Linked DNA regions of Mus musculus: all the other regions are linked to region 2. The links are chromatin contacts, called in public Hi-C and HiChIP or PLAC-seq maps. All regions are on one chromosome and are shown on one strand. The core of a region is the stretch at or near the end of the contact, and the rest is flanking DNA. Distances in the headings are between cores, read along the strand shown. Region 1 holds the start of Myocd (myocardin). Region 2 holds the start of Zkscan6 (zinc finger with KRAB and SCAN domains 6). Region 3 overlaps Arhgap44 (Rho GTPase activating protein 44). Region 4 has its middle 20 kb from the start of Gm40028.

What was found. A called contact is a pair of places that touch in the nucleus more often than the background predicts. HiChIP or PLAC-seq counts read pairs in DNA pulled down with a chosen protein or histone mark.
Region 1: a Hi-C map of cortical neurons shows a contact between it and region 2, with 4 times the contacts expected there. The contact joins the promoter of Myocd here to the promoter of Zkscan6 in region 2. A contact is called at or near these places in 3 of 39 promoter capture datasets (the HPC-7 cell line, cranial neural crest and hippocampal neurons), 4 of 484 Hi-C or Micro-C datasets (cerebellar granule neurons, cerebral cortex and cortical neurons) and 2 of 115 datasets of contacts at active chromatin or transcription factors (extraembryonic endoderm stem cells and forebrain).
Region 3: a contact with region 2 is called in an H3K4me3 HiChIP or PLAC-seq map of bone marrow-derived macrophages, with 5 times the contacts expected there. The contact joins the enhancer-like site here to the promoter of Zkscan6 in region 2. A contact is called at or near these places in 3 of 115 datasets of contacts at active chromatin or transcription factors (bone marrow-derived macrophages, embryonic midbrain and stem cell-derived neural progenitor cells).
Region 4: an H3K27ac HiChIP or PLAC-seq map of epiblast stem cells shows a contact between it and region 2, with 6 times the contacts expected there. The contact joins the enhancer-like site here to the promoter of Zkscan6 in region 2. A contact is called at or near these places in 3 of 39 promoter capture datasets (cranial neural crest, embryonic stem cells and hippocampal neurons) and 3 of 115 datasets of contacts at active chromatin or transcription factors (astrocytes, embryonic forebrain and epiblast stem cells).

What each region holds. Positions count from the first base shown.
Region 1 is chr11:65,267,105-65,273,843 of GRCm38.p6, forward strand. It overlaps Myocd (myocardin), which reads right to left and starts at 2,885. Exons shown (of 13, transcript NM_146386.3): 1 at 2,540-2,885. The coding sequence starts at 2,594. It overlaps Gm30586 (a long non-coding RNA gene), which reads left to right and starts at 2,821. Exons shown (of 3, transcript XR_001780238.2): 1 at 2,821-3,159.
Region 2 is chr11:65,805,089-65,812,376 of GRCm38.p6, forward strand. Zkscan6 (zinc finger with KRAB and SCAN domains 6) reads left to right here and starts at 2,087. Exons shown (of 7, transcript NM_001302374.1): 1 at 2,087-2,173.
Region 3 is chr11:65,122,158-65,128,642 of GRCm38.p6, forward strand. The region is part of intron 1 of Arhgap44 (Rho GTPase activating protein 44); the gene reads right to left. Among named protein-coding and RNA genes, the nearest start is that of 1700086D15Rik, 34 kb to the right of the region's middle. Within about 2 kb of position 3,199, at least 80 of the 459 cell types and tissues checked have an H3K27ac peak or open chromatin away from gene starts, as enhancers often do.
Region 4 is chr11:66,563,855-66,570,416 of GRCm38.p6, forward strand. It overlaps the pseudogene Gm12297. Among named protein-coding and RNA genes, the nearest start is that of Gm40028, 20 kb to the left of the region's middle. Within about 2 kb of position 4,762, at least 22 of the 459 cell types and tissues checked have an H3K27ac peak or open chromatin away from gene starts, as enhancers often do. A contact at or near this core is called in astrocytes and epiblast stem cells, where this site is marked.

The DNA.
Region 1 (6,739 bases), core at 1,635-4,134, 540 kb before region 2:
CTATGATGCTGGCCTAGGTTAAAGGTCATATAGCCAAAACCAAAGAGGTGATGGCTTGAAAACCCAGCTAGTCTGACCGAGACCCGCACATTCAGCCATGACACCCTGCTTCTGCTAGGTAAGATTAATTAACATCACTAAACATGTTCACAGATGTAAACATTCTGAGTCCCAAACTTTCATGGCAGGTCAGTCAATCACACGTCTACTTGTAAGTAGGGAGTTGGTAAAACATGGTTGCTGCCCACGCCAGTTTCAGAATGAGAGGGACTGTCTGGAGATGGTGGACGAGTCCTATCACAGCAAGCCCATTGCTATAATCGTAAGACAGTTTACTTTCAGTTAGTTTTGAAACATTAATTTTAAAATCATACTACCAGGATCTACTATTGAAGTGAATATTCACTGCTATATACGAAGTTTTAGAGTTGGCAGCTGGAATCCCTCAAGAAAGAAATGGGGGTGACTGAGAGGGAGGGAGGGAGGGAGGGAGGGAGAGAGAGAGATATCAAGGTGAACAAGAGACCTTCCTCATTCATTTTTAGACAGAAAGTGAAGCAAAGTCCCCTAGGCAGAGGCAGTTAATACAAGGCCAGGCAGGCCTCAGGGCCACATGTCCACCATGGTCACTCTGTCCAGGAACTATAACCAGTAGCCATCAACTGATTTACAATCTTACAATAATGTTTTTCTTTCTCTTGTGTAAGATTATCAAGCACAACACCTAAGATGCGCAACTGGCTTTGTCTGTCATCGATTCCAGTCCCCTCAACTTTTAAATCAAAGCTTAAATTAAGCTTCCTACTTCTGTATTATGCTTCGACAAACTACCTTCCTTATGACAAAAATGCCTGAAAAACGTGGGATTGGTGCCAGGCAGTGGTGGCACATGCCTTTAATCCCAGCACTTGGAAAGCAGAGGCAGGTGGATTTTGAGGTCAGCCTGGTCTACAGAGTGAGTTCTAGGACAGCCAGGGCTACACAGAGAAACCCTGTCTTAAAAAAAAAAAAAGTGGGGTTGGACTTCTTCAAAGCTCCAGGATAAAGATTCGCAGGGTCCAGGTAGAGACCTCAGGCCTGCACAATCCACTGAGTTAGGGGTTAAAATAGTGCAAACAGTTTTCCCTCTCCACCATATTTCAGCTGAGGAATTCCTTGATAAGTCTGTTTTGCAAGCCCACTATCAAGAACATCACCAAATCCTTTTAGAAATGATCCAGCAGCCTCTCCCTGTCCCTCCGTCTACCCCATTAAACTGCACGGGAGCAGTTGAAATAAACTCAGCTTTATGCAAAAACAAAAATGACATCCTTGCTCCCTCAGAAAGGTGGCAGTATTGCCTTGTGGTTTTGAGCAAATTACCAAGCATGTGAGGTCTCTGATGAACAAACTAACCACCTCACCTCAACATGGAAAGGACAAACGTGCATGGCTGACCCCGGTGGCTAGTGGTTAGGAGACACACCCCAGGCCTCCAGAGGCACTGTGGCTCCTGGCCACTTCAGCTCTTAAGTTTTCAACTTGCCTCACTAAACAATCCTTCAAGAAATCCCCAGAGTGTCCCATCCACACCTAAGGATCAGGAACAACTGAGGTGGTTACAGAGGCTCCTTATGGCCCATCACCCACTGTGCACAATTTCTGAGCCACTCATTTCAAGACAAACAGTTGAGTAGCTCCTTCAGAAGGACCAAGGGAATTGACAGAGTGAGTGGCACCAGCATCAGCCAGCACCTGTTACATGGAAGGCTCACACCAGAGCTATCCACCAAAATGTTCGTTCTTAGAAGGTGCCCTGCCATCATTGAATGGCCCTGTTACCACTGTTATAAAAGCAAGAATGGGCAAAGCTAGGTAGCCCTTCCAGGATGCGAACGAGGGAACACAATCCTGCGTCTTCTGTAGGCCCCCACGTACCCTTTCCTTATACTCACCTCTCCTGAGTGTCCCTCCAGAAGTTTCTCTGTGTGCCACTAACACAACAATTTTAGGGAAAATTGTCCATTTATAAATATCAGATGGTTTGGGAAAAAATATTTGTGGCGCTGGTTTTTTTCCCCCATGGTGATGTCATTTAAAAATTCTTGGTGTGCTCCAAATTCGCTATTTTTACTTCCTCCAAGTGACTTTTTTGGGAAATACATTTGTTTGGATTAGCTACATGTTAAGTGACCCCTAGACGTCTCACAGTCCTAGGCACATTGTCTCAGCGGTTGTAACTGATAACGCGCCCACTCTATAACTTCAGATCCTGGAGTTGCCCATTTCAACACAGTTCCTTTTGGGTCGTCCCCTTAAAAATGTCTATTTACCGATAAAGGAAAATATAGTAAAATAAAGTAAAACATTGGATTATTCGTAAACAAAACTCAAACTTAACACAGGTCAAAGGGAAGACATTTGAAGGCATTCAGTCAAACACAGTGTTCATTTTGGGGAAACAGAGGGAAGGCCGCCACCTCAGGCCCGAAGCATTCATTGTAAAGCAGTTGAGTGGTAGAGATGAAAAGTTTAAGGAGTGCTGAACGCCTTACTCTACCTGATCGGAACTTCCTTCTAATCAGCAAAGAGTGTTCAGACCCCAGGAGTGTCATGGTGAGTCTCAGCAAGCCGCTGGTCGTTGGCCAGGCGCCCCGCTTTCCACCAGAAACTGGCTCCCGGGAGCCCAGAGGACAGCAGCTAACAACCCAGAATTCATCCAACTCTTGGGGAGCTCCCTTGGGTAGGAGGACGCACAGTGGCCGCCAGTGTCCCCAGAAAACTGGCGCCTCCCCCCTCGCCGCTCGCGAGGCTAATTAACTCCCAGCAGGCAGGACCCTCCTCCTCTGAGGGTGGCCGGGAACAGCCGCATCCTAGGCGTTCCTGGCTGATGTCATAGGCTGCCAGCGGTCGCGGAGTACCGCCACCACGCCTTTATGAAGGTCCCAAGTTTGCTATCTGATCCTCTTTACTACTGACAGGAGATCAGCCAATCAGGAGCGGTGAGCGGGGCCTGGGGACCAGACGCGGCCCCAGGAGTCTTAACAGCCGGCTCTTAACTCTTTGCAGAATAGTGCGCCAAGGCTGCTTGCCCAGGCGGGAGTCTCTGCACTGGCACCCCTAAATCGGATGCCCGAAGGCTGCAGGCGGCGCCCGGCGTGCAGGTGGCGCCTGGCGACGGTAGGAGTGTATCTGCTTGTCCTAGGTGTGCATGTCCCTGGTGTCCCCAGCTTACTGCAGGGCTCTGGAAGGTACATCTCCAGAACGCGCTGGAGCCTGGGCCAAGAAGCTGGGTTGGCTTGCAACTCCCGGGAGCACCCGCTTCCCCTCTGTATCCGAGCGGTGGTGCTTCAGGAGACCGATGCCTGGAGCAGCTACTGAGCGGCTGAAGAAGTGGCAGAAAGTCTTTCCCTGTGGTTGGATGTTCTCTTTGGATTCACAAAAAGTTTGTGTCTGGGGACTGAGCCCAGAGTGCGATTGGTGCAAAAGTTGAGCGTACTATTGAGCACTCAACAGGGTAGGATTCGGTGGCCTGGGCAAGCCAGATCGGAAAAGTGCAGAGGTTTTTCACGTCCCTTTCATAGTGGGAAAGGGACCCAAAGAGGCGCTGAGGATGCGCGTCTCTGGGGTGCCTGGGGTGACAGGGTCCCACGTGCATCATTAAGTACAACACATGTTCTAAGACAAAGATTTAGATAGTTGGAAAAAAAACATTGAACTGCATACATACAACACACAATTTGCCACTATTTGCAACTTTATATGCACGTGAGCTCCCAGATACAATTCTTTACATCTCCCCTTTTGTCTCAAAGCTGTGAATTCTTGAAGAGAATGACAATGACAGGTGGAGGCCTAATGTAACAATATCTGTTAGGGACTAATCTCTGCCCTGATCCGGGGTCTTCTGCCTCTATCAACTGTTGCTGAAGACACCCTAGGGTGCCCAGACCTTCCTTTTTCCCATTCTCTGGGTTGCACCAATGCACTTGAATCTTGGAATTCGTTTTCTGAGATAGGTAATGCTCCTCCTCACTAAATCAGAGAGGAGGTGGAGCCCTGCTACTCAACTTCCTCTTGTGAATAGGGTTGGGCAGTACGAGCCTACAACAGGCTGCCTCCTGTGGTAGCCTGGCAGTGGTTGTGCATTCCACAAGCAGTGCTGAACTGGGCTGTTCCTGTGGGAACAGATCACAGCCGCTTTAATGGCTTACATCAATCCCGATTCATTACCTTGCAGGTTTGAAGGCTGGGAGTCAGAAACTGGTCTCACTGAGTTAAAAAAAAAAAATCAAGGTGTTGGCAGAACTGTGTTCCCTTCTGGAAGCTCATGAAGAGACTCCATTTCCTTTCCCTTTCCAACTACTAGAGGCCACCCATGTTCCTTGGCTTCCAGCCTGTTCTTCCATCTCCCAAAACAGAAATTGTGGGTCAAGTTCTTATTACATCTTATCAGTCTAGCTCCTCCCTCCCCACCTTCTGCATCTCTCTCTGAGTTAACCTTACTTTAAGGAAAAACTCTGTCAGGCTAGCTGATGATGAATCCTTATTCCCACTTGCTATGCAATGTAACATAATTGCAGATGCCTGAACTTGGAAGTGAAGGGGAAGATGTTGTATTGTGTGTTACATAGAGAAGGTCTCTCTCGTCCCAGCTCATCAAAGAAGAGAAACACAACAGAGGAAGGACTGGGAGGGGTCAGGCCCGCATGTCTAGAACAGCCCTAAGCAGGGTTGAGATGCATGGGGCAGGGGCGACTCCAGAGAAAAGAGGTAGCAGGATAAGGGACATCACAAAATTATCCCATGGAGGAAACTCTGTGAAACATGAAAAAGAAAGAATAGAAGGAAAGACCCAAAGGAATGTTTACACTGAAGACAGCAAGGCTGAGGAGATGCCCACGGCAACTTAGTGGGGCTTTCTTTATTCAGTGGGAGTTGTGATAAAATCAGCTGAAGGATCCAACCAAGGGTCTTTCTGACCCAGAGGGACGGAGGGGGTTGGAGTGTGTGCTTGTGGACAGGACCACAGTCCCTCTTTTGCTGGCTTTCTTTTATTGTTATTTAGTGAGATTAGTGAGATGAGGTCTCCCTGCCCTAGGATTTTTTTTTTTTTTTTTTTTTTTTTTTTTTTTTTTTTTTTTTTTTTTTTTAGTTTTCATCTCAAAAGGAGTTTATTCATTAATCCTTAAAGTAATATTTTAACTAATTCTTCAAGAATTTCATATTATCAATTTGGATCATATTCATGCTCCCTACCCCAACCCGATTCGATTCAGATCTCTCTCCACCTTCCTTGCCTCCCTACCCATCCATCTCTGAGCTGCCCTTGAGGTATTGTCTTCCTCCTCCTCCCTCCTCTTCCCCCTCCTCCCCCCTCCTCCTCCCCCTCCTCTTCCCCCTCATCCCCCTCCTTCTTCCCCTTTTGCATTATTTAAAGCCATTGTGTTAGGTTTGTGTTGTTTAGCTGCTCTTGTGAGTAGAGCCTGTTCAGGTTGACCACAGTCTTGCCTCAGCCTCTGGAGTGCTAGAATTAAAAGAGTAGAGCAGCATGCCTCCGTTCTTATTTTCGCTTCCTGGCTTTCTCCCTTCCTCTTTCTCCCATCTCTCTGTCTCTTGGTCTCACCCCACCCCCAGCAGCTCCATGGATGAGTTGGGAAACCCTGATAACCACAGTTCTCCTCGATTTTTCCCATCAGAGAATAGAGCAGCTGACTTCTGCCCTCCGGGATTTCTAGCCCTTATGGCTTTGGGATATCTATGGATATAAATATGTGCATTATAGAGGCTCATCCTTTGCCCTCTATGCTCAAATATTTTTATGACTTTTTTTGGTGGAATTTGGACAGGCTGTTCCCCCAGGAGAATGGAATCTCAGACAGCTGCTGTCAGAGTGTAGCCTAGCAATGTAGCAATGGCTGCTGCTACGATCTTACTCCTCCATGATGATTCTTCAGTATTCTTCCCTTTTGCTATGGAACTTTGCTTCAATTTATTTTACTTTACTGCTAGTCAATTAAAAAAAAAACTGTGTCACAAATTATAGTAACATGGCATGTAAAGACATGCACTAATGGAGCCCACATGCAAGGATGCTCTCTCAAGATTGTAAATTCTTATATAGGGATGAAAAGAATACATTATATAACTATAAGGTAGAACTAACAATCTTTATTACTAAACTGAGAGTGAGGATGCTTGCCTGTAAGCCCAGAACAGGGGAGGTAGAGGCAGGAGGACCAGGAATTCTCTGTCATCCTCAGCTAGAGAGGAAATTCCAGACCAAGGCCTGGGGAGACCCTGTCTAAAAATTAAAATAAAACAAAGAAAGGAAAAAGTCTAAACAGCAGCAGCAGCAGCAGCAACAATAACAGCAAAATTCATTGTCCTTTTTTGATGCTTCCTTGCCCCAGAGGCTTCAGGACAATGTGCTCATGGGTCTGTGGTGCTATAGGTAAAGACCATCATTGCAATAGACCATTCCATTTTTACCAAAACAAACAAACAAGCACACAAACTTCATTGTTACCGAAAACCATACTCTATTCATACTAGTGCCATTTGGCATTCTCAGCAGGCCAGCACATGGTTAAGGGGAGGTAATACTATATAAGGGGACATGAAAGTCAATGCCGGCTCACCTTAGAGCTCTGTCCTCCATAGCTGTGCTTCTCAGCATGAAGGTTAACATGGGAATGGTTGTGTTCATAGGCCTGAGCCCGGAGCATGGCTCAGGAGAGTCAGCTTGAATTCGGATCCT
Region 2 (7,288 bases), core at 837-3,336:
ACATTTCATAAAGAACTTCATAGTTTGTATAAGTGCAAACTACAAAAAAGTTTTTTTCATGCTCTAGCACTACACACAAACACCATAATATGCACACATATAATCTTCACATATACCTTACATAGATTATCTGTATGTATAATCTGTATGTATAATTTACATATATATGTAAGCATCACATACATATTTTGCTGGCCTCTTGGTCATATCTGATTGAGTTAGCATTGCTCTTGATTCTACTATATTACACATACAGTATTTGATTACAAATTATGATTAAGAATTTGATTATGAATGTACTCTGGGGTCTGGGGATAGAGCTCCGTTGGTATAGAGTGCTTGATTAGCATGCACTAAATCCTAGGCGCCAAGCTGGCAAGAAGACTCAGTGGTCGACAAAGCTTCAGTTTAATCCTGGAACCTACATGGTGGGAAGACAGAACTGATTTCTAAAGTTGCCTTCTGACCTCCATACACACAGGCCTTGGCACAGGTACACATAATACATATGTGTACACACACGCACATGTATTCTGCCTTGCACCCTCAGTACTCTTACGTGGGAACTATTTGCTGCTGTGGTCCAGAGCTCAGAGCTCAGAGCTCTTTACTTTTTTTTCTTATTGTCTCCAGGCTTAGATGTTTGTTATTTCCTCAGCCTGGAAAACTTGCCCTGTACACTAGGTTTGCTCCTTAACTTCTAGTCTCAATTCAAGGTTGTTTTATCTGTTCGTCCTCCCTCATGGTACATAAACTGTAATACAACTCTAATACCACCTGTCTTACCTCATTAATTTTTTCCTACTTTTCATGACCCAGCATGCTTATTACCTGTGCATTTATTTACCTATTGCTCAGCTTTCTTCACAAAATAGTATTTTAAGGGCCAGAGCATTGCATGTGTAGTTCACTGCTATATCCTTATCGAATGGAATAGTATCCGGCTCCGACAAGGCAGCTGGTAAATATTTATGAAGTAAATGAAAATAGATGGCACTTTTCTATTATCTCCTCCGCTAAGTTAGATGTCTTCCTATTTTTAAAATGTGTTTTGCTTGTTCCGTCTGTTCAAAGAGTGTCATGCTTCTCCTCAATTGCCAGCTTAATTTTTAAAAAGTAGCTAAAGGGACAGTTCTAACTAGAACTGTCAGCTTGAATTTTGTGGATTCCAAGATTGCCTCTATTCTCTCCCTGAATTTCAGAAGGAAATGTGTGTATAGCCATGTCTCCATATTTCCCGTGGGAAAAGCCTCAGCTTCAGTCAGATTCTCAGAGGCTCATTGCACAACTCCAGGGTTTGAGTTACTCTGCTCTCCCTTGAATGTTGTTCAACTAAAGCCCAACACGCTTTACAGGAACCTTATTAGGGTCCCGACCAAACCACCTGATCTTGGAAGTGAAGTTCCTCAGAATTGAAAATAACCCACGAGGCGAGTCTCTAGCTAAATGTCTCTGCTCAATCAGCCAAGCTCTCCTGTGATAGACACTTCCGCCTCTGCCAGACTCGTAACCTGTCAACTACGTTTGTCTCTTGACGTCTGTCTGACTCACCGATTGCTTTAACCGGGATTGTGAAAGGTTTTCTAAGGAACTGCGAGCCTTTCGGCGCCAAGGACTTACTTTGAGTACTCGCTGAGTTCCTTTCCTACTGATCAGTTTTTCAGGCGTGTGCACATACCATGCTCCCCTCGCCCCTGCCGTGTTTCTTCGGAGATGTCCACCCTTCTAACCATGGTCTAGGGGGAGGACGCATCTCTATTCCAAAGCTGTCCTGTCTGTCAGCTACTCATGACTGAATACCTGGATTTGGACAGGAGGCTTCTGTCAACTGGGCTTAGTGATAAGAGGTGACTGCTGTGGCCCAGCGCAGGACGGTCTGAAAATGGGCGAAAAGGCTGTAGGCTCAGCCTGGGTTAGAAAACCCGATCTCGAGGAATGAATGCTGGTGGGAACCCGGAGCTCCCTGCTCCCTGCGAGGGGAGGGGTCAGACTCGGGTCGTGAACTGGGACACTTCTTGGGGAGCCAATAGGAAAGCCGGTCTCAGGTAGTCCCTCACTCGCCCCGCCCCGCCCCGCCCCTCGCTCCGCCCCGGCGCCGCGCGTCGCCAGGGCCGCGGATGCGCGCAGCCGTCCAGCTTCCGGAAGTGCCTCGGTGAGGGTGGTTAGGGCCGAGGTAAGCGCGTAGTTTGGGCGGATCGGAGGGCTAGCCGAGTCCTGGGGTCAAACCTGAAGTCGCTTCAGCTCGCGCACTGTCAGGAGCGAGCTGGGGCGGGGACAGCGGTCTCAGCCCCGTGCCTGTCGCGCTCGCGGACGGCAGGCGCGTGCGGGGGAGGGGACTCGGGGCGGAACGGAAAGTGGACTCTTCCGGGTTGCTCGTCCCAGGAGAGGGATCGGGTCTGTCCGGACTCCGGTTGGACACTGCCAGGTGGCTAACCGCTAGTTACTGGCCCTCAGTGATAACCCCAGCTACCCCTTGCAAACCCCCAGAAGGCTGCCCTAGCTCTTCCTGGGCTTGAAACGTTGCTGCTTGGAAGCCCTGGAGGATCCAGAGCTGTTAACTTTGTTTTTTGTTTTTGTTTTTGTTTTAAAGATTTATTTATTATTATATGTAAGTACACTGTAGCTGTCTTCAGACACCCTAGAAGAGGGGGTCAAGTCTCATTACGGATGGTTGTGAGCCACCATGTGGTTGCTGGGATTTGAGCCATCTCTCCAGCCCACTTTTAATACTTACTTTACAGGGCTGTCAGGAGGGTCATCAATGGCACAAGCAAAGCCTACAGTGGTCTGATAAACAAAGGGCCACCTACATGTGCAACCCTGTGTGCAACCTACGTGTGCATAGAAAAATTGCATTTCACTTCGATTTCTTAAAGCGTCGGTAATACAAATATAACTGATAAATCACGAGTTTCTTCTGTGAGGAGTGAGAGGTAGAGTCTCATCCGGACACAAATCCATACGTCTCTCTATAAGGTAATTTAATTTTGAGTAAATGGACGCCTTGTCACAGATGCCTGGGTGGTAGCCACCAGTTGGCCTCTACTGCATGAAGTAGTAGTATTAATATACAATTTAAATGTGTAAGATTTAGTTTCCCAGAATAGCGCTTCTTGAATAGTCTCCAGATTTGTGTTAGGAACTAATTCTGATCAATCTGACAGGTAGAAATTTTACTGACTGAAATTTTATTATTTTTGTAAAACTCAGGAAATCATTTAGTTAGTGAAGGGGTTTTGTGTATTTCATTTCTAAAAACAGAGCCTTCTTTGAAAGTTGTCCTCCTAAGCCAGTGATTCTCAACCTTCCTAATGCTGAGACTCTTTAATGCAGTTCTTTTCATGGTGGTGACTCCCAACCATAAAATATTTTTTGTTGCTACTTCATAACTGTAATTTTGCTATTGTTACAGATTATAATTTGAATATCTGTGTTTTCCCATGATCCTAGGTAACCCCCCATGAAAGGATCTCAACTCATAGGTTTTGAGCTGCTGTTCTAAGCTCATAACATTTGGTCAACTGTGATTTCAGGATCATTTTGTGTGAAAATATATTGTAATTTCCATTGCGATGTCTTTGACCACTGATTACTAATTTCTACAAGTTGGGATTTCAAGATCCCTTATTGGTGTTGATTTCTCATTTAATTACATTCTGTCCTGGCTAGTTTATGTCAGATTGAGTCATCTGAATGGAGAGAACCTTAGTTGAGAAAATGCCTCCTTAAGATCTGGCTGTAGGGTATATCCTTAATTAGTGATTGATGGGGAAGGGCCCATGGGTTGTGAGTGATAGCATCCTGGGCTGGTGGTCTTGAGAGTTCTCTAAGAAAGCAGGCTGGGAGGAGGAAGCTAGCAAGCAGCACTCCTTCAGGGCCACTGCATCAGCTCCTGCCTCCAGGATCCTGCCCTGGTTGAGTTCCTTCCTGTCCTGACTTCCTTCAGTGATGGACTATGATCTAGAAGTGTAACCTGAATAAACCCTTTCCTCCCAACTTGCTTTTTGGTTGTGATGTCTCATCATCATAATAGTAATAGTAACTCTAATTAGGATATCGTGGTTACAGAATACATACTTGAAGTTTCCAATTGTATGAAATGTGTGTACATGGTTTGTTTTCCTGAATATTTCTTATGGACTTCATTAAGCATACTAGAGCTGTGGGGTTTAGCTTTGGTGGGTACTAGAAGTCAGGACAGCACCTCACTCCTTTAATATCAGCATTGGGGAGGCTGATGCATGCAGTGTGATTGTCTTGAATTCCAGGCTAGACTCTGCTCCAGAGACAGACCCTATCTCAAAACAGCGACAGCCCCAAACACCTATCCTCAAACACATACCAAATAATCAACAAAAAAATTGATACTAGGTGTGTCTACACTTCTATTTCTTGATGTTCTGACCCATCTATTTTAATGACATGCCATCTTTTTTGTTTGTTTGTTTGTTTGTTTGTTTGTTTGTTTTGGTTAGTACTATTGTAGCTACACTATTTATTATTGATGAGCCAACACATTTCTCAAAATGAAATGACAACCCCCTCCTTTGTCTTTGTGTTGGCTAGTTTTATGTCAAGTTGGCACAAGCTATCGTCAACTGAAGGGACCTCAATTGAGAAATTGTCTCCATTAAGATAGGGCTATAGGCAAACCTATAGGGCATTTTCTTAATTAGTAATGAGGGAGGGCCCAGCCCGTTGTGAGGAGTGCAACCCCTAGTGGTACTGGGTTCTTTAAGAAAGCAGGCTGAACAAGCCAGTAAGTAAGGTCTCCATGGTCTCTTCCTGCCTCCCCGGTTCTTTGCCTTTTTTGGGTTCTTATCTTAACCACTTTGGATGCTTAACTGTTAGGTGAAAAGTGTTCCTGAAACCCTTTCCCCCACAAGTTGCTTTTGTTCACAGTATTTCCTCACAGCAGGAGAAACTAACAGATCTTCCAGTCAGCTTGATCACATATACTAATGTAGTCATACCGGTTTTCATATGCTTATGCCACATTCTGTTTTCATATACTATGCCAGCTCCTTGTAGTAGCAATCAAAATTAGGCTCAACATCTGTGGTTTATTCAGTTCAAGCACATAAGAAACACTAATGAAAAAATCGTAGGCACAAGTTTTTATAGAACTGGAAACTTCAAGTATGTATTCTCCAACTACAGTCTAATTTAAATAGAAATGTATTCATGCAGAAATATATTCATTTCCTTAATTTTTATTTTTAAACTATTTCTTCTGCCTAATAAATTAATTTGTGGTGCTGCGCATGGAAACCAGAATTTTACACAGGCCAGTCAAGTGCTTTAATCACCTGGCTACATGTCAGGTTATCGTGTCTTTATATTTACAATGTCTCTTTCAGATAGCATATATCTAGGTCTTGCTCTTTAAATCTGAAAGCTCTGTCTTGTAGTGTGAATGTTTGTCCCGTTTACACTTAATGTAGTTTATAGATGTTGGCTTTTACTCTACTGCATTGTCTTGTTTTCCATCACAATTTTTCTCTTTTCCTGTGATATTTCTGTTTTTTTTTGTTATGTTTTAAGTAAGTTATTTTTTATGTATATATGAGCTTTTTGCTTGCATGCATGTTTGTGCACCTTTGTGTGCTGGGTGCAGCAGAGGAGGCTAGAAGAGGGTGTTGGATCCCTTCAAACTGGAGTTCCAGATAACTGTGGGTCACTTTGTGGGTGCTAGGTACGGAGCCTGGGTCCTGAGTCGTCAGAAGATGAGCCAGTGCTAACACTATGCATCCTTAAGCTTTACGTAGAGTTTAACCTCTCAGGGTCTCTGTCATTGTGCCAGTTTTTATAGCCCAGTTCAGATCTGCCGGTTCTCACCTCTTACTTGACCCTCCCCACTTCCTACCTGGCACCCCTTCACACCCAATTGCTTCAGATTTTCTTTTTCCGATTTGGAAAGTCACATCTATATTAACAAAACGGATTCGTTAAATGTGTCCTCCCCATGCAATTTTAATATCTCTTAGGCTACTATTTTCTGAAAACCTTAAATGACATCATTTTGTATTTGTTTTATACATCAGTACACTTTTGCTCTTTTCAGACACACCAGAAGAGGGCATCAGATCCCATTGCAGATGGTTGTGAGCCACCATGTGGTTGCTGGGAATTGAACTCAGGACCTCTGAAAGAGCAGTCAGTGCTCTTAACCGCTGAGCCATCTCTCCAACCCTGACATGTTTTATTCGTATATGTATGTGGCTGTACACAGTGCACACGTGGAGTCAGAGCACAACAGGAGGAATTCAGTTCTCTCCTACTGTGTGGGTCCCAGAGGCTGAACTCAGGTTGTCAGGCTTAGCAGCAAGTGACTTGGCCTGCTGAGCCATCTCACAAGCCCTCATCTGCCTTTGAAGGAGGTTATCAGAATTAAAAAAATATATAGCATTTGTATTCACCAGACATTGACTGTTTTTGCTTCTTTTTATTCTTTTCTGAAGATAGGAGTTTTCTAGCAGTAGGAGGAATGAATGACCTTTATTCTTGTAGTGGAAATTCACTAGTGACAAATTTTCTGAGTTCTTTTTGAAAAATTTGTTCATGGCTGTGTGTGCATGTGGCATGTATGGTATGTGCAGTATGTGTTTGTGGTGCATGTATGTGTGGTGTATGTGTCTGTATATGCCTTTATATGTGTGCATGGTGTATGTGTGTGTGTGTCTGTGCATGAGTCTGCAGTGTGTGTATGTGTGTGCATGTGTGTCTGTGTGTGTGTGTGGTGTGTGCTTAGTGTGGACTGTGTGTGGTGTGTGAGTGTGTGGTGTGTGTGTGCATGTGTATGCTTTAAGGAGGACTGAGCCCAGAGCCTCATGTATGGTGGACTTGCATTCTACCTAGCTCTTGTAAACTGTGTATTTTAATTGTAGTTGTTAAAGGATGTTTTTGCTGGATTTGGAGGTTTTGTTTGTTTGTTTGTTTTTAAGCCCTTGACCATGTTGAAGTTGGTTTTTGTTGACTGCTGCTTTTTCTTGCCTTAGATTCATATTTCCTATTTATTTGTGTTTCTAGTAATCTCGTGTTACATTCTGACTCTCAGAGTGGGTCCGTGAGTGATGCTGAAGGCCAGTTATGTTCTTGAGGAATGTTGCTGTTTATTGGAGCAGGCAGCTAGGCTTTATCTTACACTTTGGTTAAGCAAATCTTTGGAAGGAGCAGGGTGCTTCCCCATAGCTTTTCACGCTGATGAAATGAAACTGCTATCTGTGGATCTGGTGGCAACTCCGTTTTAGGTTTTGTTAGGGCAGGTGAAAGTGGGTCTTATTGGAAA
Region 3 (6,485 bases), core at 1,949-4,448, 680 kb before region 2:
ACTACATGGAAGACTGGACATAGGCCCTGCAAACCCTAACACTTGCCCTACCCAGCTCCAAAGGAGGGGTTCTGAGTTCTCAGTGAAGCATCTTAACGAGCTCCAGGTAGATGAGAAACTAGGGCATCTCCTCAGAGCACTGCAATGGAAGAGGGTTACCCCCTTCACCTTGAGTCTTTGGCTGAATCTCAGAAGCCAATAAAGCCAAAAGCTGATTAATGAGAGAAAAATATGAGTTCTGTTAAATCCACATAAGTAGATGTTTGCAAGCGTGAAGTCCCCAGAAATGCCAAACATGCTTTTATACATTTTAGATAAGAAGAAAAGTAATGGCTAGGCATGACCTGACAGAAATGAAGATACTCTAAAGAGACACACATATCTCCAAATCAGACCATTCAAACAGTGGATGCCAAAGAAATGGGAATTTCCCCACGATCTAATACCGGCAAAGGCAAAGGCACCTGCCAGAGGAAGTGCTCAGCTCCAGAAGAGATTTACAACTGCTCAGACATTATAGGATCTCAGATAATGATGGATGAACGGGGATAGGACCATACAACTTGGTCTGGCTTTGTAGACTTGTGTATCGTTCACCTCCCATTTAATCCTGACCCTCATTTCAGGACCCTGAAGATGGACTGGGGAAGGGAGTCTCCGACCTCTTTGTCACTCTTCCCAATATGACCGTACTGGATTAAGCTCCTTTCTCGGTTTCTCACTCTTCACTCACCTCTTTTAATTGGCTTTCTGAGGGCCAGCAGCTGGACTTTGTGGGGCACAAGCTGTGACCCCACCAAGTTTAGGACAATTGGATCTTTGGACTACACAAGCAGTGTCAGGGTGCTGGTTCCAGTTTGGCAGAACTGAGAGAAGCCAGACGCTCTAAGAGGTTCCAGGGGGAGGGGGGCCATCAGAGGCATGCCTTCAAGGAGAACTGCGAAACCAGGACTTTTTTGCCCCTCATCCTCAGCCATGAGGTGCACAGTTTGTTCTGCCACAAGTGCCCTGTAATGATCACTCACTGTTACAGCCCCAGAGCAGCACGGCCAATCAAGCTTGATGGCAGTCTCCAAGACAACGCATCAAGATAGACCTTTTGTCTTTACAAGGTCTATCTTGGGTGTTCTGCTGTGGACATGGAAAGCTGACTAATATGATGACCAAAAATACCTTACACACACACGTATGTATAGGCACGCACACATGCACATACTTTTCTTGGTCTTGCCATTGTTGGCAAACCTCTACCCCACTGAATTTTACGTTTCCAATTAAAACTCATACTGACACCATTTTGTTGTTTATAAAGTAGCTGAAAAGCCTTTCCTCCAGGTTAGATGTGCCCTTTCTAAATTAAACTTTGCTGGAAGATGAAGTCCTGAAGCCAAAGGGTTTCTAGGAATGCTCTCCCTCTTTCCCTTATGTAAGATGCTCTGGACCGAAGAAAAAAATATGTTTTGCTTTTCAGACAGTTTCATCCTCTTAACAAGCTTGCCTCTTAGTCTCCTTAGCAACCACAACTTCAAAATAATTAAGTTCAAGCTTCAAATGATTAAAATAAATTATACCTAATGGGCTAAATACAACTATAAATTAAAACTCTCATATATTTATATGATTATAAATGAAAAGATGTGTTATAAGAGAAAATTTAAAAATATCTGTTTTGAGGTTCCCACATTAATTAATGTTTTCCATTGATTTCTTCATATTGTTCTCTAATATCCAAACACAGTACCTCTTCTGAGAAAAATCACTTGTACTAAAAAAATAAACTACACAAAGGAAGAAGGAAATCATCCCCGATGCCCAGTGTAGCCCGGCACAGAAGACACAGTGAACAGCTACCTGCTGACCGTATAGACGGGTCTCCTCTCCTAATGTGGGCCAACATTTTCATTTAGCTGCTTCCCTGATGTTGAACAGCTCTTGTAACAGGTATGTTTCTTATATAGAGGATGCACAGTAGCCCCAATCACCAATCTGTGACTTCACTTTCAAAGTTCAGTTACCTGCAGTCAACTACCATCCTAAATAAATAAACGAATAAATGGAAAATAAATAATTCATAAATCTGAAACTCTGGGCCATTCTGGGTAGCATGATGAAATGTCACTATAGAACATTATTGGTCCTTTCTCCAGTGTATCCACACTGTATACAGAACCCACACATTAGTATCCTTGTAGCCATCTTGCTCACAAAATTGACTGTTACAATATTGCATTGCTTTGGTTCAAGTAATCTTTCTGTAGTGGTCCTGTCACCCATCAGGAGGCTGGGTTCTTTACCCACAAAAAGATATTGATTGGCAAGGAGAGACTCTCCACACACTGGTCTCTGGCAGCTTCCAATTCTCTCAGAGCTTGACAGCGGCAGGTAGCAGCAGCGGGCAAGGTGGAACCTGCAGTAGCCACCTCTTGTGTTCTAGCTCTCAAGGAGCCCCCCAGGCAGAGGGACCCTCACTAAGACTTTGGCATTAGCCAGTGTCGCAGCTCTTGGTCCAGAACATGAGACAATCTATGAACTCTTGTAGTGACCTTCTCTGCTGCCTTTCAGCCCTTTATTCTCCTTCAGTCAGTCAGTCTGTCTCTCGTTCTCTGTCAGCCACTCCCCCTCTTCTTTCTGCTTTGCTGATTCTTAAACAGTTCAGCTGCCATAAACCTGGCATTCCATCCCCTCCTGTAACATGGTTACTACACACAACTACTTGGGGTGCCCACCTCAACCTCCATCAAAAATGTTTAGGTTCCCCCTCGAGGCACAAGAGCCAGGCATCCGGCACCTGCTGCTGCTGCAGCCAGAAGTGCTCAGGCCAGCGATGTACTCCACCTCCAGATCTGCCACTGAGCTCACCACCGCTACTCCAGTGCCAAGGCTGCCTGCATACTTTCACTGTGGACTTGCCAGCCTGTCCAGCCACATGGCTATTTTCTGCTGCCTCTGGTCACTGCGGCTATCTGTCGCTCTGTGTGGTCTCTGCTTCTCTGAACCTCATGTTACCAGCTCAGCCTGCTCTACTGACAGGGGGCAGGAAAGGAGCGCTGGAGGGAAGCCTTGTGTTGGACCCAATGCTCTAATGCCAGAAGAAGCAGTAAGAGGGGGAGGGGGGGCTCCCAGCTGACTGGGTGAGCCTGAGCAGGCTCCAAGAGACTGAAGGGGAATGCATGAGCCAATCACAGCTGCTTATTCTAGACCAATCACGGCAATGTGTTTGAGCCAATCTCAGTCCTGTCTCTAAGCACTGATCCCAGCAGTCTCTCTGGTGGGTCACCAGGGAAATGTTGCCCCTCTGAACAAGCTGATTATGCATCCTTGCAGGCATCCACTGCTCACCCAGGCAAACTGGTCCTTTGAGTGGCTGTGCCATCAGGGCCAAGGTGATCAACTATGACAGCAGCATAGACGTCTCAGGGCATCTTTAAGAGTGAGTGGTTCAGGAAAGCAGGTGCTTGCTTAAACAAGGTTAGTCCATTAGAGCGTCAGAGTAATAGTCCTTTTGTTCAAGGCAGCCAGACCAACAAGGGAAAGGCCCAGAAGCTGCTAAGGAGTCCAACAGTTTTGCTAAGTTCTCAGGAAAGGGAACATCAGAGGCAGAGTGTACCATGGACACTAAATGGCTAGATCATGAATGCTAATAGTGTCTTTTCAAAATAGATGAGCAGTCCTTGACACCTGCCCCATGCCCCGTGGTAAAGCTGGTGGCCTTTCCCTTGTCAGTGAGTACCTGCACTGTCCCCTCCCTCCATCTCATCTCATAGGCACCGTTATCAGTTTACAGCAGCACAAAGAAGAGGTGAGGACAGTACCATACAGCATTTTAAGGAAGACCGCATAGTATCCACATTAACTTGTCACAGGATATTAAAACCATTCCATTATTAGTTGTTAGCTTACTATGTGGTTTCTAAATATCACTGATATTGATGTTTGGGGAAGATACAGTTTTCCCCCACGTGGGATGTACCCTACGGTTCAGGGTAAGTGTTGTGAAAATAGTAAGAAGTCACCAAGCTGGGCACATGGAAGAGGCTTCAAGGAAGAGATCAAGGCTGAGTACTAGAAGCAAGAAGAGGAGGCAGAGGGGTGGGCAGGGACAGAGGAGCAGCTCCTGACATCTAGTAACAGAGGGGCCTGACAAATATGCTGATTCAGAGGACAAGCAGGACCAGGTGACCCAAGGGAACCAATAGGAATCACAAATAGTTCCAGGTAATCCAAGTTGACAGCCCTGTCCAGGGAGACACTCCTAATGTAGGAAACACAAAACCAAACATAAAGGGCACAGTCAGGCCAAGGTGGGAAGCCTAATCAGAGTTCAGACTGGCTGATGCTGGCTTAAGCTGGTGCTGGCTCCGAGGTAATAATGGATAAAGCTTGCCACAGAAAACACTCCTAGCTGGGAAAGTGGCTTGCAGAACTGAGGCCCTGCACAGCCTGGGGCGCCCTGCACTCCAGGGCACGCACCACCATCCTTTCTGCATTGCTTGCTTCCCCGGCCTGTGTCCCTTGCAGCTGCTGTGTCTGGGAAGGAAGCCTGTCATGGCTGGGCCGTAGCCTGGGCCTGCAACAGGGAGCCAGGCACCTTCATGCAACGCTGAGCTCAAGCATGGGAAGCCGGGTGCTGAGCAAGAATGAAACAGCGTGGCGTGGGGGAGGGAGCCGGTCAGCCTCACTCAGTCTGGCTTACAGCTGAGCAAGGAAAACCTGGGATTCTCATGACTTAGAATCTGTTTATTCAAAGATGCTAACTATGGGCAATGGAGAATGATCCTCACAGACTTCTAATACTTGGACTTCACAAACAACAGGGGTGGCAGGGCAAGGACAGAGGTCCCTGACAGGGCTCTAGCCAGCTCCTCTGAGATCTCCAGATCACCTTAGTCTCTTAGAGTCTAGGAACCACAGCCAAACACAGTCACACCTCCTTCTCCCTATTCATTGGATGCAACAAACTTTAGCCTGGGGAGGTGACTGCCTCACCCCTAACAGTGCTGCCTGAGAAAGGTCAAGGCTAGTAAAGAATGAACTGTCTCTCTAGCCCCGAATGACATGGACCCAAGCCACTCAAATAGGCTTGTAGTTCTGAAGCCTCTTTGTCCCTCTGATGGCTGTCTACGCCCTTTAACTCAGGAGTGTCGTGATAAGCCATCTGAGGGTCACTCTCTGGATCCAGGCTCTGCTTGTCCAGGTTGGAGGCAGACCCCTAACTTCTCCCATGGCCAGCTGCAGAGGCTACTGGCCTCATCACCAATCAGCCCTCCCTGAGTTTCCACTTTCCTAAATCCCTGCCTGCCCACTACAGACTCCTTGTCTCCCTTGGAAGGGACCAGGTACCTCCTACGGGCTTAAGTGGGTTCTCACCCCACTGGACCCCTGTTCTCTCCACGATGGAATTAGATTCCGTCCTTTCCTTTTAGCGGGCACCAACTGTGTTTTGTTTACTTTTGCTGACATTTATTTTGGTGATGTTGGGGTTAAACTTAAAGAGTCTTCCCCACACTAGACAAGTGATCTACCACTGAGCCACTCCCGGCAGCCTTCGCTCTGTCTCTCTTAGACAGTAAACAAGTGACCGACCAGTGAAATGAAAGGCTCTGAGTTCACACAGCCCAGGGTCTGAAGACTGTTGCCACTGGCCAGCTGTGTGGCTGCAAGACATTTTCTGAAAAAGAGGCACCACCCTAGGATTCGCTGCTAACCTCATGATGTTAGGCACACCGCATGAATTTGGGTTCTATGTATCTGTGAGTTTTCTTTAATTCATTCGTGAGATGGAGTTTCAGTATGTGGTGTGGAACACACAAAACAGAACTTAAACACACAGTCCTTCTGGCCAGTATCCCAACTACTGAGATTACAAGCAAGCAGCACTATAGGAACCGCATGAAGTTAGACCACGATCTGGAATGCACTCAGCACTCAATACATGTTTCCTCAAGACACTAATCTTCCAGCCACTTATTAAATCTCATTTAAAACAACAACAATATATCACAGATCTCGCTTGTTCTGTTATAAATCATACCTCAGAACGCTGACCTTTTCCTCTCAATGTGAATACATTTATATGGAAAAAATGAAAATTCAGACAGAGATGTATACTCCAGATGAAGCCAACCTTAACTGTACAGCTCTGCTTCCATGATTAGCGTGTGTGTGTCTGTGTATTCTGTATGTGTCTGTGTCTGTCTGTATCTCTCTTTTTCTCTGCTTTTTTTTTTCTGTTTTGGTTTTGTTTTGTAATAGAGTCTCAGATAGCCCAGGCTAGCCTCAAACCAAAGCTGAGGCTAGCCTTGAATTCCTGATCCTCATTCTTTAACCCCCCCCCCCACACACACACACACACACACACACAGTGCTAGCATAATAGGCATGCATCGCCACACCAAATTTAGGACAATATCTCTTTAAACCATCCAACTGACTACTTTCTGAAAGCAGGCAGTTCCTAAGTGTTGCCAAGGGATACAGGCTAATCT
Region 4 (6,562 bases), core at 3,512-6,011, 760 kb after region 2:
CAAATGGAGTGATGTTGGTGCTGAGTATGTCCTGGAGCTTACTGGTGTCTTTACCACCATTGAGGAGGCTGGGGCCCACTTCTGCCAACTCCCCCAGGTTTGTGAACCAAGTGTGTTGTGAATCATGTGTGAACCACAAGAAGTATGACAACTCACTCAAGATTGTCAGCAATGTTTCCTCCACCACCAATTATTTAGTCTGCCTGGCAAAAATCATTCATGACAACTTCGCCATCATGGTAGGACTCACAACCTCAGTCCTTGCCATCACTTCCATTCAGAAGACTGTGGATGGCCCCTTTGGAAAGCTGTAGCATGATGCCCATGGGGTTGCCCAGAACTTCATCCCTGCATCCACTGATGTTGCCAAGCAAGGCTGAAGGCAAGGCCATCCCAGAGCTGAACAGGATGTTCACTGGCATCTTTCCTATGCCTAGTGTGTCTGTCATGGATCTGACATGCCACCTGGAGAAAGATTCAAAGTATGATGATATCCAGAAAATGGTGAAGTGGGCATCTGAGGGCTCACTAACGGACATCCTGAGCCACACTGAGGACCAAATTGTCTCCTGCATATTTTAATAGTGACTCCCAATCTTTCACCTTTGATGATGGGACTGACATTGCTCTCAATGACAAATTTGTAAAGCTCATTCCCTGGTATGACAAATGAATAGAGCTATGACAACAGGGTGGTATACCTCATGGCCTACATGGTCTCCAAGGACTAAGAAGCCCTGGATCACCCATCCCAGAAAGGACACACGAGCAAGAGAGAAGCCCTCAACTACTGAGGAGTCCCATTTGCTACTTAGCCCCTTACAGTTTCCATCCCAGACCCCCATAACAACAGGAGGGACCTGGGGAGACCTACTCTCTTGAATACTATCAATAAAGTTCACTGCACCCACAAGAAAAAAAAAAGGAAGAAAAACACTGTGTTACAGGAATATGGCAATAATAGATCATCAAAAATAGTTCTTCAAGTTAACGGAGAAACTAAATTATTAAGGCTAACATCAATGTCATTTCAACTTAAATGTCAGTATTTCTTTCTACTTTATAATATTTGGGAGGGTCTACCTTTTTGAATAGAATCATCTGGGACCCTCTTACTCAAGTATCTGGAATGACTTGAAGTTTGGATGTCTCTACTAGAATTCTAGAGGATCTCTTCTGTTACCTTCCCACATACTAGCTATGTGGTCTAACTGAATTCCTACCATGACTCATTCAACTTGGAGGACAGGCTGCCTGAAGCCAAATATCTTTCAAGATGTACTGGAGCTAGTTGGGTCTAAGGTGTCTGCCAGAGTGACTATAACTTCCTTATAGTTCTATGTTCATTCTAAATGGCATGCCCTCTCCTCACTGTCTGTTGTTGATTCCCATGGCTTGAAAGAACCATGGGAAGAGTATGGGGTTAGAGCACAGTTCTTTTCCCATTCTCAGTAAAAAATAAACAAACAAACAAACAAAAAAAAAAACCGGTGAACATTCTTCCCTTTTACTAGTCCAGCACACACACACACACACACACACACATCACACACACATATTCTACAGTTAGTGTTTGAGAATCTTGTGAGTGCTTATCTCTTGTCCAAGCCTAAAAAAATCTCAGACTGCTCAGTTGGTCCTTGCTTTTATCATGGGTGGATTTATGGAAGCTCAGGACTCCAAGTAGGAGGGCTGTTGAGAAGAAAGTGGAAAGAGCATTGCTCTTATGAGCTTCAGAAGCTACATGGTGTCACTTCCATAATGCGTTGTTGATGCAAACAATCCTGTCTGTATGCAGATTAAAGGAGTGGGGTCACAGCCTATGTCCCGATGGCACAGCCACAAAGATCCCCAACAGACGATGGTTCGGAATGGGAAAATTTTCATCTAGCTTTAGAAAATAGTTACCATTGATTTATATTCCAAATCTGATTCTTAGTTCTGATTCCTGGGCCTCAGTCCAAGATGAGAAGACCTTTCTGGGCTCCTGGGAATCAATACTGTCAGCAAACATTCTGGGTGTTTTTTAATGCTAAGGCACATGACCCCTTGTATGAGAACCATTCTAGTACCTGCTTAACACTCCCTGGCAGGCAGTGCTCAATTCTGAACAAGGCAATTTGTTACTGCGTTCTTTCTAAGAAAATAAAGCTGAGGCTATGGGTGGGTGGAGGGAGAGATATCTTGGCAGTTAAAGAGCACTGACCATTCTTGCAGAGGACCCAGGTTTAGTTTCTAGCACCCACATGTTAGCCCATAACCATAGGTAACTCCAGTTTCAGGGGATCCAAGATTCGAGGTACTCTTCTGACTTCTGTGGGCAACAAGCTCACATATGTGCATGCAAGCAAAAGCTTCACATATTAAATAAATCTTTTTCTAAAGTTTAAAAGAAAGACAAATGTAGAGAACAAGGAGCCAAATGCCAGGGCTCCTTACTCCATGACAATGTATGGTGATAAAAATTGCTATATTTATGTTTTAAAGTATGATGAAGCAATTATACAAAATGAAAACAAAAACCCAGAAACCAAAATTTAGGTCCTCTATAAATGTAATTGTTTTCAGTGTCTACCTAAAGAAATTGCTAGCATTCTCTTGAGTGCTAACTGGTAAGTTTATTGTAAGTCCCTTCTAAGTTTATAGACTTTCTTGGGGGGGGGGGCATTTGCATACTATCTATAACCAGAGAACTGCTTTAAACCCCCCCCCCCCCCCTCCTCTCCACACACACACAGTTCTTGCAAGAGATTTGGTCTGGTTTCTCCTCTGCGTTTCTGAATTACACTGCTTTTTCTTTCTCATTGTTCTCCGATTTGCATCCACCTTGCTCTTCAGTCAACATCACGATGCCACATGCTGATATGATTGTATTAATCTAAATCACTAGGATTAGCTTATTCTGAATTTGGATTTCCTTACAATATTTTTACCATTTTTTTTTTTACAAGCAATCACATATGACTTGCAGGCCTTGGTAAAAAATTACGTGGCTTTTTTTTTTTTTTTTAAAGCTTGTCAATTCTTTGCAAAGGTTGAAATCTGTCTTTGCAGCGATTGTCCCTCAGTGGGTTACACAACCCCAGCACCAACGTTCCAGATTCTGTAGCATACTCTAAATAAAGCAGACCCGTCCTTAGGCGAGGATGGCCCGGCATTTCCTGTGTTTGGTGAGTGCGGGCTGTTCTGGACCTCCTGTGAACTACAAGAGAAACAGTTAAGGGATTTGTTCAGTCTGCTGAAGGTATTCCTCCCAGAGTGCTAAATCCTACAAAGTAGAAATTTAGACCCAACAACCCCTGCAGGGCAGAACTGGGAGGAAAAGAGGCCAGGCTGATGCTGAGAAAAAACGATGAGTCAAAAACTCAGGGGTCCGAAGGAGTCAGGTGAGCTGATGGTAAACTCAGCAGCACCCCTGGAAAGTGATCAAACAGAGTAGAGAAGCAGGAAAGTCTTCCGCGAACAAGTAAACTAGTCCATTCATAGCCTTCGGGCTTACGGAAGCCCCCTCAGACTGAGCAGTGTAGAAGCCTCAGAATAGAGTGAGTGATTGCTCAGGAACCTTCTCTGAAGTGTAGCCTCAGATCCCCTGAATTGTTCCACACTGAGTCTCCCAAGGCCGTCTTTCTAGCTTCTTAGGCCCTTTACTTGAGCACTTCCCCTTTCTTCCCTGAGCTCCCGAAAGCAAGGGTCTCTGGAGTGAAGAAACTGTGCACTCACTCACAAGGGAGGCATCATTGTGGTTTCCGGAGCAAAAAGTGGGTGGGAGGCGGGGCATCTCTGAGCCATCCGCAGGATGCTGCCCTTTACAACGTTAATTAGGATTTCACTTGTTTATGATAATGACGGTAATCATGATTACTTTCGAGAATTTAGCTCTCTGCGAAGAATACCTTCCGCAGATCTGTGTGGTTGTTTTCTTTGTTGTTGGAGAAGCTTTCCTTCTCCATCCTTTTTGCCCCTTGGCTTGATCGAATGCTCACGCGCCCGCTGCCCACCTTCTCCTATCCCATTTCCTCTCTCACATCTTCCGGGCTTAGAGCAACTAAGCTTAGAAAGTTAGAGAAACATAAGGAAGTCTACTAGGACTTCCTTGTCTACCTTCATCCACCTGGACCATCTGCATCCAGAGAGCAGTGACAGCTCTGGTTGTTGTCTGGCATGTGGAGGATCTGAGACAGATAGCTGCACTCCTGGGGCCACCTGAGGTTCTATTTGATGCTTTATACAGCTGTCTCTTCCGCTTGCTATTTTTCCGTTGCCTGCCAATCCTCCCTCTCCTCTTTCTGCCTCCAGGAGAGATGGGCAGGCTCCTGAGAGCTCCTCAAACCACAAAGGTGATGTGTTTGTGGTGTGAAGAGCTTGCAAGTGGCAAGAACTGCAGGCCAGAAACAGCCATCAGAAGCCCTGTGGACACTCTGCCCAAACCTGCCCCAACAGACACCCACACTCCCCTCCCACTCCAGCACCTAGCTCCCAGGGTCATTCTGACTTGCAAAGTGAAAATTACTTGTGTGGTGGTGGCTCGCTCCAGGAGCCACTGATTCCCAACTGTCAGTGGCTGACATTATTACACATAGCAACTTTTCTACTGCAAATGAAGCTGCAAATGAAATGCTAGTTTCCAGCAGAGTGCCCCCCCCCTCCAACCCCAACTGTGTGGAATTGTTGGCAGGCATGCAAGTTCGCAATGCCAGCCCTCTTCTAATCCCCCCTTGTTTTGCATTGGCCAGGGTTGTGGATGCTAGGGAACCTCCTGGAATTCACCCCTACAGACCAAAGTGACTGAAGCCCCAGCTTCTGCCGCTTCCTCTCACGGTGGTGCATCTATTATGATAATGGACTCCTGAGAGGCTTGAGCTAAACTGAAGCTCAAGTCATCACCTCCTACCCTTCGCCTTGCCTTGTCTAGGACATAACTCAAACCCAGGTGAATTAATATGCAATGAGTTAGAGAAACTTGAAAAGCAGAAGATAGGAAGGGGGTGGTACTTCTTGTGCTCTTACTGATAGGTCAGATTTAAAATTTGGGATCTCAGCTGGGCGTGGTGTCGCACGCAGTTAATCCCAGCGCTTGGGAGGCAGAGGTAGGCGGATTTCTGAGTTCCAGACCAGCCTGGTCTACAGAGTGAGTTCCAGGACAGCCAGGGCTACACAGAGAAACCCTGTCTCGAAAAACAAACAAACAAACTTGGGATCTCTTTAGTTTTCAAGGGGGCGGGGATTTAAAAGAAAGAGAACTAAGACTCCACATGGTGTGGAAAATGCTTTGTGGTCTCTTTCCAAAGCCACATGCCAGCTTTAAAAGAAGTAGCAGTTAGTCTCCTCATGCCTCATAGAATGAAGAATACCAGTGCTAATGGTCCACACAACATAGCCTGTGGTTCCAGGAGCAGGGTGGGCGATGGTGACAGAACCATGTGCTTGATTCTTTGTTTCACAGCTGGTAGAATCTAGGCAGTACAAGCTGGCGTTGTACACAGAAACGGCAGAGGATGTAAGACCTTCACTCAGCTTGGCACTGGCTAACCAGTCTGCCCCATCTTAGGCTTAGAAGCCATCTTATAGCAAAGGCAAACTAGTTTCATTCCTGTTTATGATTAAACTTCTGTTTCTAAAGGATTGGGATATGCTCACATGTAACCTTAGTGACAACTGGTTCTGTACTGCCTGTCCCAGAAACAACACCCATGTCTTTGTTTCAAAAAGTTATAACCACCTTGCAATCCGACTTTTATTTCAAAAGGTTGTTATGACTACTTGTTGTTATGACTACCTGTTGTTATGACTACCTGTTGTAATGACTACCTTATGACCATCTTGCAGTCATATCTTTGTTTCGGGAAATCCTTATGCCTAACTTGTTCTGCTCTTGTTCTTCTGTAACCCTGCTGACTTTGCTCACCAATCCCCTACTTGGAAATCCCCTACCCCAAAGCTATTAAAAAAAAAAAAACTTGTCTTCCTCAGGTCCAAAGATGACCTCTGGAACCCTGCGTTAGTGGGAGGCAACCTATGTATATGAATAAAAAAGCTTCTTTAATCAATTGCTTGCTTGAATCCATTTGGCCATGATGACTGTGATTGGTGGTCTTTCTCTTTGATTCTTTGGGGCTAACATTATGGACTTTACTTTGTGCCCTGCTCATCAATGGCTTCTTTTGTTCTGAGTTATCTTCCAGGAGCTAAAATGTCTCCTATAAACATCAAACAAACCACGGAGTAAAGAGGTCCCCCACATGCCTGCCTACTGTCTCAGAGGTAAAATTCAACTCAGGTTTCCCTGTATACTTGTTTGTTTCTACAATAATAACTTCACGACTAAAGCTGGTAAGAGCTTCATTTGGGTTTTCCATGTAGGAAATTATTTCAAAACCAATCTTATATACCCTCAAGTTACATACACCCTAGAGCCCTTTTCAAGACATGACAGATATTGATATTATCATTTCTATTACCACTTCTCTGACAAGTGGCATTCCTCGGTGACTTTCATAGTCTTTGTCAACTTGACACAAACCCAGACATATGTGGGAGGAGGAATCTCAATTGAGGAATTGCT